2 separate regions of the Sus scrofa genome follow, and region 2 is linked to region 1. A link is a contact called in public HiChIP or PLAC-seq data. All regions are on one chromosome and are shown on one strand. The core of a region is the stretch at or near the end of the contact, and the rest is flanking DNA. Distances in the headings are between cores, read along the strand shown.

Region 1 (2,700 bases), core at 58-2,557:
ACCTGCCTGGAGACCGGGAGGCGTAAGGACATTTTTTTTTCTTTCTTTAGAAAAGGAAAGTGTTGGCGCAAGTTGGACTCAGTGACTTCAGAGGCCTTTTCCAGTTATGACTTATTATGAAGAAGGAACTGGCCCCAGAGGCCATAAAAGGAGTTGGTAGGAGCAGAGAAAAAAACTTTGGGTGCCTGGTTTGGCCCCAGCCACAGGCTCCAATGGAAATGCAGACGAGGACCTGGTTCTGGGGGCCCAGGGCCAGATTCTGGAGCAGAAGAGACCCCAGGTTTTGCCTGAATGGGGAGGCTGTTGGGTTGGGGTGGCAGGTGTGGGATTCCTGAAAGCCAGACACAATGAAGCAGAAGCCCACAACCTCAAAAGTTTCAAGTTCAAGAAGAGGGCTACATTTATGAACCCTGGCTGTTGAAACTGTTGTGGGAGTACAGTTGCCGCAGGGGCTCTAGCCTCCACTCAGAAAACGGGGTCCAGAGAAGCAGGTACACCAGCAACAGGACGGGGTCAGACGGGCTGCCATGTACTTGTGGTCCCCTTGGGAAGTGAGGTTGGAATCAAATGACCTAGCCCTGCTTCTCTCTAATTTCCTGGTTTGGGGGATCTTACCCAGCATCTTTGGGCCTCAAAGATGCTGCTCATCTGTAGGCACAAGAGCTCCTCCGTAGGGGTGTTTTGGGGATTGAAAGTGGTATAAGCCCCCATTCCATCCTGCCTTCCCTCCTTTTCCACTTCTCAAAGTCCCTGGTGCTTGCTCACTAGGACTCCTTCCAAGTCCTAGTTTCCCGAGAGCAGGTGGGGTCCAGTGGGACGAAGGCTGGGGAGCAGCGCCCCCTGGTGGGTGATATCAGGAGGGCGCAGTCCGTCTGCGAGGACACGCCTGGGCTAATCTGCTTAGCGCCTGCTGGGCTCTGGCGAGTCCAGCCTCCCTGCGCGGATCCTGGAGCTCTCCTCGGGGAAGTTTTTCCTTCTTGCCTCAGTTACTCCCTTGAGCAAGCACAGAGAATCCTGTTTCTCCGCAGCAGACTCTCCTCTGCCCTCACACAGCCCAGCTTCTCCTATTTTCACAGGCTTCTTTCACTTCTGCTGCGGAGGAATCCCTTTGGCATTTATACTGCGCTGCCCAGCTTACGAAGCACTTCGACACACATTGCTTGTCCCTGAGGCGTGCTGTTTCTAGGTGGCGATGGCGCTAGACGGATAAAAGATCGTGATTTGGAGTGCGGCTCCAGCCCAGTGGACTGGTTTGGATCCTGCCTCCTCCATCCAGCTGTGTAACCAGAGCAACGTTCAAAACATTGAATAACCAGTAGGACAGGCAGGGACCAATCAGAACAGACCCTGCCCTAAACACCAGGTACAGCCATATGTGTGTACCTGCTGAAGATTCTGGAATAATCTCAACCTCCTTGGGCCTCAGTGTTTGTACCTGCAGTATGGACACAATGATCCGAATAGTACCACTCTCTAGGGCTGTAGTGAAGGCTAAATTAGTTAATGCATATAAACGATTGAGAAACCATTGTCTGCCACATAGAAGAGAGCTTTATTACTCAGACTCAGTGACCCAGGGAGATTGCCACTCGTAACAGCGATCCTTAGATGAGCCCACTGTATGCACCCAAACCTGCCTCCTGGCTCCCCTCCTCCTTCCCACACCTCCTGGTCTGGTCCTCTGGTTATTCTACTCTCTAGAAGTGTGTGCCTCTCAAACCTTCCCATGTATGCAAATTTCTGGAAGATCTTGTTACCCTGCAGAATTGCAGATTCTGATGGAGGAGGTCTGTGTGGGGCTTGGGATTCTTTAGTTCCTACCAGCTCCCAGGCGGTGCTGATGCGTGTCTGAGAAGCAAGACTCGTGAAGATCCCTGCAGAAACAAAGGTGTCAGCTGATCCATCTGGCAGTGTTTACTGAGCACCTACTCAATGCAAGGCAGTGTAAGGATCCAAACAGTCCGAGGGCTGGCTTCCAACTTTAAGCAGCAGAGAAGTTGCCGCACGAACACAGGTTGAAACTAACAATCAGGCCAAGGGGCTAACGTGCCAAATGGTGGGAGGTACATGCGGGGAATCCATTCTCTTCCCCGCAGCCAGAGAGGTGCTTTCAACAGGGAAAGATTTTTTTTTTTGCCTTTGTCTTTTGGGTTTTTTTTTTTTTTTTTTGTCTTTTTAGGGCCGCATCCTCGACATATGGAGGTTCCCAGGCTGGGGGTTGAATCAGAGCTGTAGCTGCCAGCCTACACCACAGCCACAGCAACACCAGATCCGAGCCGTGTCTGCGACCTACACCACAGCTCACGGTCCCTGTCTTGATGTTCTTGGTACTTTTTGAACAAGGGGCTTTGTGTTTTCGTTTTGCACTTGGGCGCCATATGTTAGGTAGCTGGTTCTGCTCACCAGCTCTGGTTCCTCGGGCCAGGATCGTTTCCCAGAGACCATCTGGGAGAGGTGGGAGGAGAAGTGGACCTGGGTGACTCCTTTTATTTATTTATTTTTTTTAGGGCCACACCTGCGGCATATGGAAATCCCAGGATAGGGGTCGAATCGAGCTGTAGCTGCCGGCCTACACCACAGCCGCAGCAAAGCCAGCTCTGAGCCATTTGCAGCAATGAGGGAGCCTTAACCCACTGAGCAAGGGCCAGGGTTTGAACCCGTGTCCTCAAGGATACTAGTCAGGTTCTTAACCTGTTAAGC
Region 2 (2,700 bases), core at 52-2,551, 46 kb before region 1:
AACAGATGGCCCCGAGCTCCCTCCGTGACTGGCCCGCAGTAAACCCCAGGGGGCCTTTGGGCACCTCCAGGCGGGCCTACTCGGTCTCCCCTCCCACCCTGGGAAGCAACGAGCTGAGAAGAGACCACATCTGGGTCTCCCTAGGGCCCCAGTGGCCCAGCTGCTTGAGCAGCCTGCAGTCTCAGGAACACCACCGGCCCCCCCGCAGTGGTCTCATGTGAGTGCCTGGCATCCTTGGGGGCAGGGTCCCCAGCTCGGCCCCAGAGTCTCAAGGTTCTGGCTGACAGAGATCCCAGGCCAAAGCCACAACTGTCCCTGTTATAGTGGGTGCCCAGCCAGCTTCTCAGAGGTCTTTGCCACAGGAGCCCCCAGACCAGAGCCAACTCAGCCCCAGACTGAAACATGTTCTGGTCTGAGCCTGGGAGGGTGGGGGGCAGAGGCCACCCACAGTCTGTGGGATGACACGGGACACAAGGCACTGCAGAAGGGGCAGAATGCTGTGTGTTTCACTGGGCCAGGGACTGAGGGAGGGATGGTCAATGCCTCCGTGCCCCCCAGGTGCCCCACCCACTTCCTCTCTCAGGGCACCCAGGTGCCAGGTCGTGGGCGCTCTTTGAGGCATCTGGGTCTTGTCAGAAGAGAAAGAACAAAGCCTGATGATTTACATACGGGGCTCGCATTTGCATTCCACCCAGCCTGACCTCCTCCACCCTGCTCTTCTCCCCGCCTCCCAACCGGGCAAAAGGTACACGTGGCCCGCTCTCTGGGAATCAGAACAACGACACATCGGCCAGCAGACGAGGGCCCTGCCTGAGCTCGTCCTGCCACTGAGGGTCAGACCTGGACCTCCACCCTGGGCCTGAAAACCCTTCCAGGTTTCTTTCCCCACCCCCGCAGCGCAGCCTGCCTTAGCTGGGCCGCAAAGGTGCCAGGGGGCTCTTGAAGGTCCAGAGCAGGACCAGGGCCTGTCTGCCAGCCACACCACTGTCAGCGGGCAGGAGGGAGCGAGTCAGCACAGCAGGGAAGGTTGAGAGTGTGTCGGGAGCTGGGTGGAGGGCAGGCGGTGTGAGGAGGGGTCTGGGCACCCCACTGAGCCTTGTGGTGGTGGTGGTGGTGGTGGGCAGCCAGTGTCCCCCCCTGGAGCCAGGCTGAGCCAGGCTGGGACAGGGCTGGATTCTGCTGGCCTGAGAGGGGCCTCTCCCAAGCCGCCGTTTCCTTCTTAGACGGATTTTATCTTCCTTTCGGTTGCCCTGCACCGACCTCGTGGGTTTCTGGGTTTCCTCTCTGTCACAATGATCCCGCAATGGGTGTCAGCAGGAGCAGTCAGTCTGCCCCTCCCTCCCCCTCTGCCCTAGTGCCCCTCCCCCACGGGCTGGCCTGGTCACCTAGTCACCGCGCCAGGCACCTGCTGACCTCGAATGCCCCCTCCCTGGCTGACGGTCATTCTGGAGCTGGGCACTCTGGGTGGCATAAGGCCCCGTCGGGGGAGGAAAACCTCTCTGCACAGAGGGCCCTGCTTCTTCCTGCAGGGCCTCTGTAGCCCTTTGCCTGCCCTCTACCCACAGGTTCAGGCCGAGCCTGGCCCCAGGCGGGCTCCCCGTCAGCCCGAGGCAGCCTCAGGGCCAGAGCCTCCTCTTGCCACCCTTCATCAGATCTACAAACTCAGAGCAGGAGGTGTGACTTGGGCCTGGCTTCACACTGCACAGGGGGCGGGGAGGAGCCGGTGTCCAAGGTGTGGACACTGACCGGGGATTGCTCCCCACCTCCTAGCTATCCAAGAGTCAGTCAGCAAACACATATTAACCCCTAGCTGTGTGTTCACAGCTACCCCGTGCTTTGTGGGAGGGCGAAACTGAGCCACAGTATCCAGAAGCCCTGAGGCCCTCAGAGGCTCCACCACCCCTGGTCAGGGATCTGCTGATTACAGGTCTTAGCCTGGGGACTTGGGGAGAGCCATAAAACTTGCTGAGCCAAAGTCACACTCTGGCAATATCTGTGCCTGCAACCAGAGACTTGGCTCCATGATCAGGTCCCGCCCAGGAGGACTGGAGCTGCCGGTCCCCAGCCCAGTCGCCAGAGATGCCAGCTGGCACCAAGGGCCCTCCCCAGAGCATGGCACCATTGCCATGTGCAACAAGGAGCCCTCCTCTTTGTTAAAATCGTGAAAGTTAGGAGTTCCCTGGGGGCTCAGTGGGTTAAGGATCCAGCGTTGTCACTGCTGTGGCTCTGGTTACTGCCATGGCATGGGTTCAATTCTTGCGTGGGAACTTCCGCGTTTTTTAAAAAAAAGTGTAAAAAAATTTGTGAGGCAGTTCCCTTCGAGGCTCAGTGGTTAACGAACCCGACTAGGATCCATGAGGATGCAGGTTCGATCCCTGGCCTCGCTCCTTGGGTTAAGGATCCAGTGTCGCCATGAGCTGTGGTATGGGTCTCGGACGTGGCTCGGATCTGGCATTGTAGTGGCTGTGGCGTAGGCTGGCAGCTGTAGGTCCAATTCGATTCCTAGCCTGGGAACTTCCATATGCCTTGGGTGCGACCCTAAAAAATATAAAAAAGCAAAAAAAAAAAAAAAAAAAAAAATTTTGGAAAGTTGAAGTTACAGCTGTGCCACACAAAGGGCCAGTCTTGGGCTCAGAGTTGTAACCACAGCAGGATGCTAAAAATAAGGCCTCTTGGGATCAGGCGGCGTGGACAACAGCA

What was found. HiChIP or PLAC-seq counts read pairs in DNA pulled down with a chosen protein or histone mark.
Region 2: an H3K27ac HiChIP or PLAC-seq map of skeletal muscle shows a contact between it and region 1. The contact joins two enhancer-like sites. A contact is called at or near these places in 3 of 5 promoter capture datasets (fetal liver and liver), 30 of 47 Hi-C or Micro-C datasets (adipose tissue, alveolar macrophages, blood and 15 more) and 2 of 2 datasets of contacts at active chromatin or transcription factors (alveolar macrophages and skeletal muscle).

Annotation. Positions count from the first base shown.
Region 1 is chr15:132,278,753-132,281,452 of Sscrofa11.1, reverse strand. No RefSeq gene overlaps it. Among named protein-coding and RNA genes, the nearest start is that of TEX44, 14 kb to the right of the region's middle. Within about 2 kb of position 1,307, at least 53 of the 83 cell types and tissues checked have an H3K27ac peak or open chromatin away from gene starts, as enhancers often do. A contact at or near this core is called in alveolar macrophages, epiblast stem cells, fetal liver and 5 more, where this site is marked.
Region 2 is chr15:132,325,137-132,327,836 of Sscrofa11.1, reverse strand. No RefSeq gene overlaps it. Among named protein-coding and RNA genes, the nearest start is that of PTMA, 30 kb to the left of the region's middle. Within about 2 kb of position 1,301, at least 34 of the 83 cell types and tissues checked have an H3K27ac peak or open chromatin away from gene starts, as enhancers often do. A contact at or near this core is called in alveolar macrophages, epiblast stem cells, fetal liver and 5 more, where this site is marked.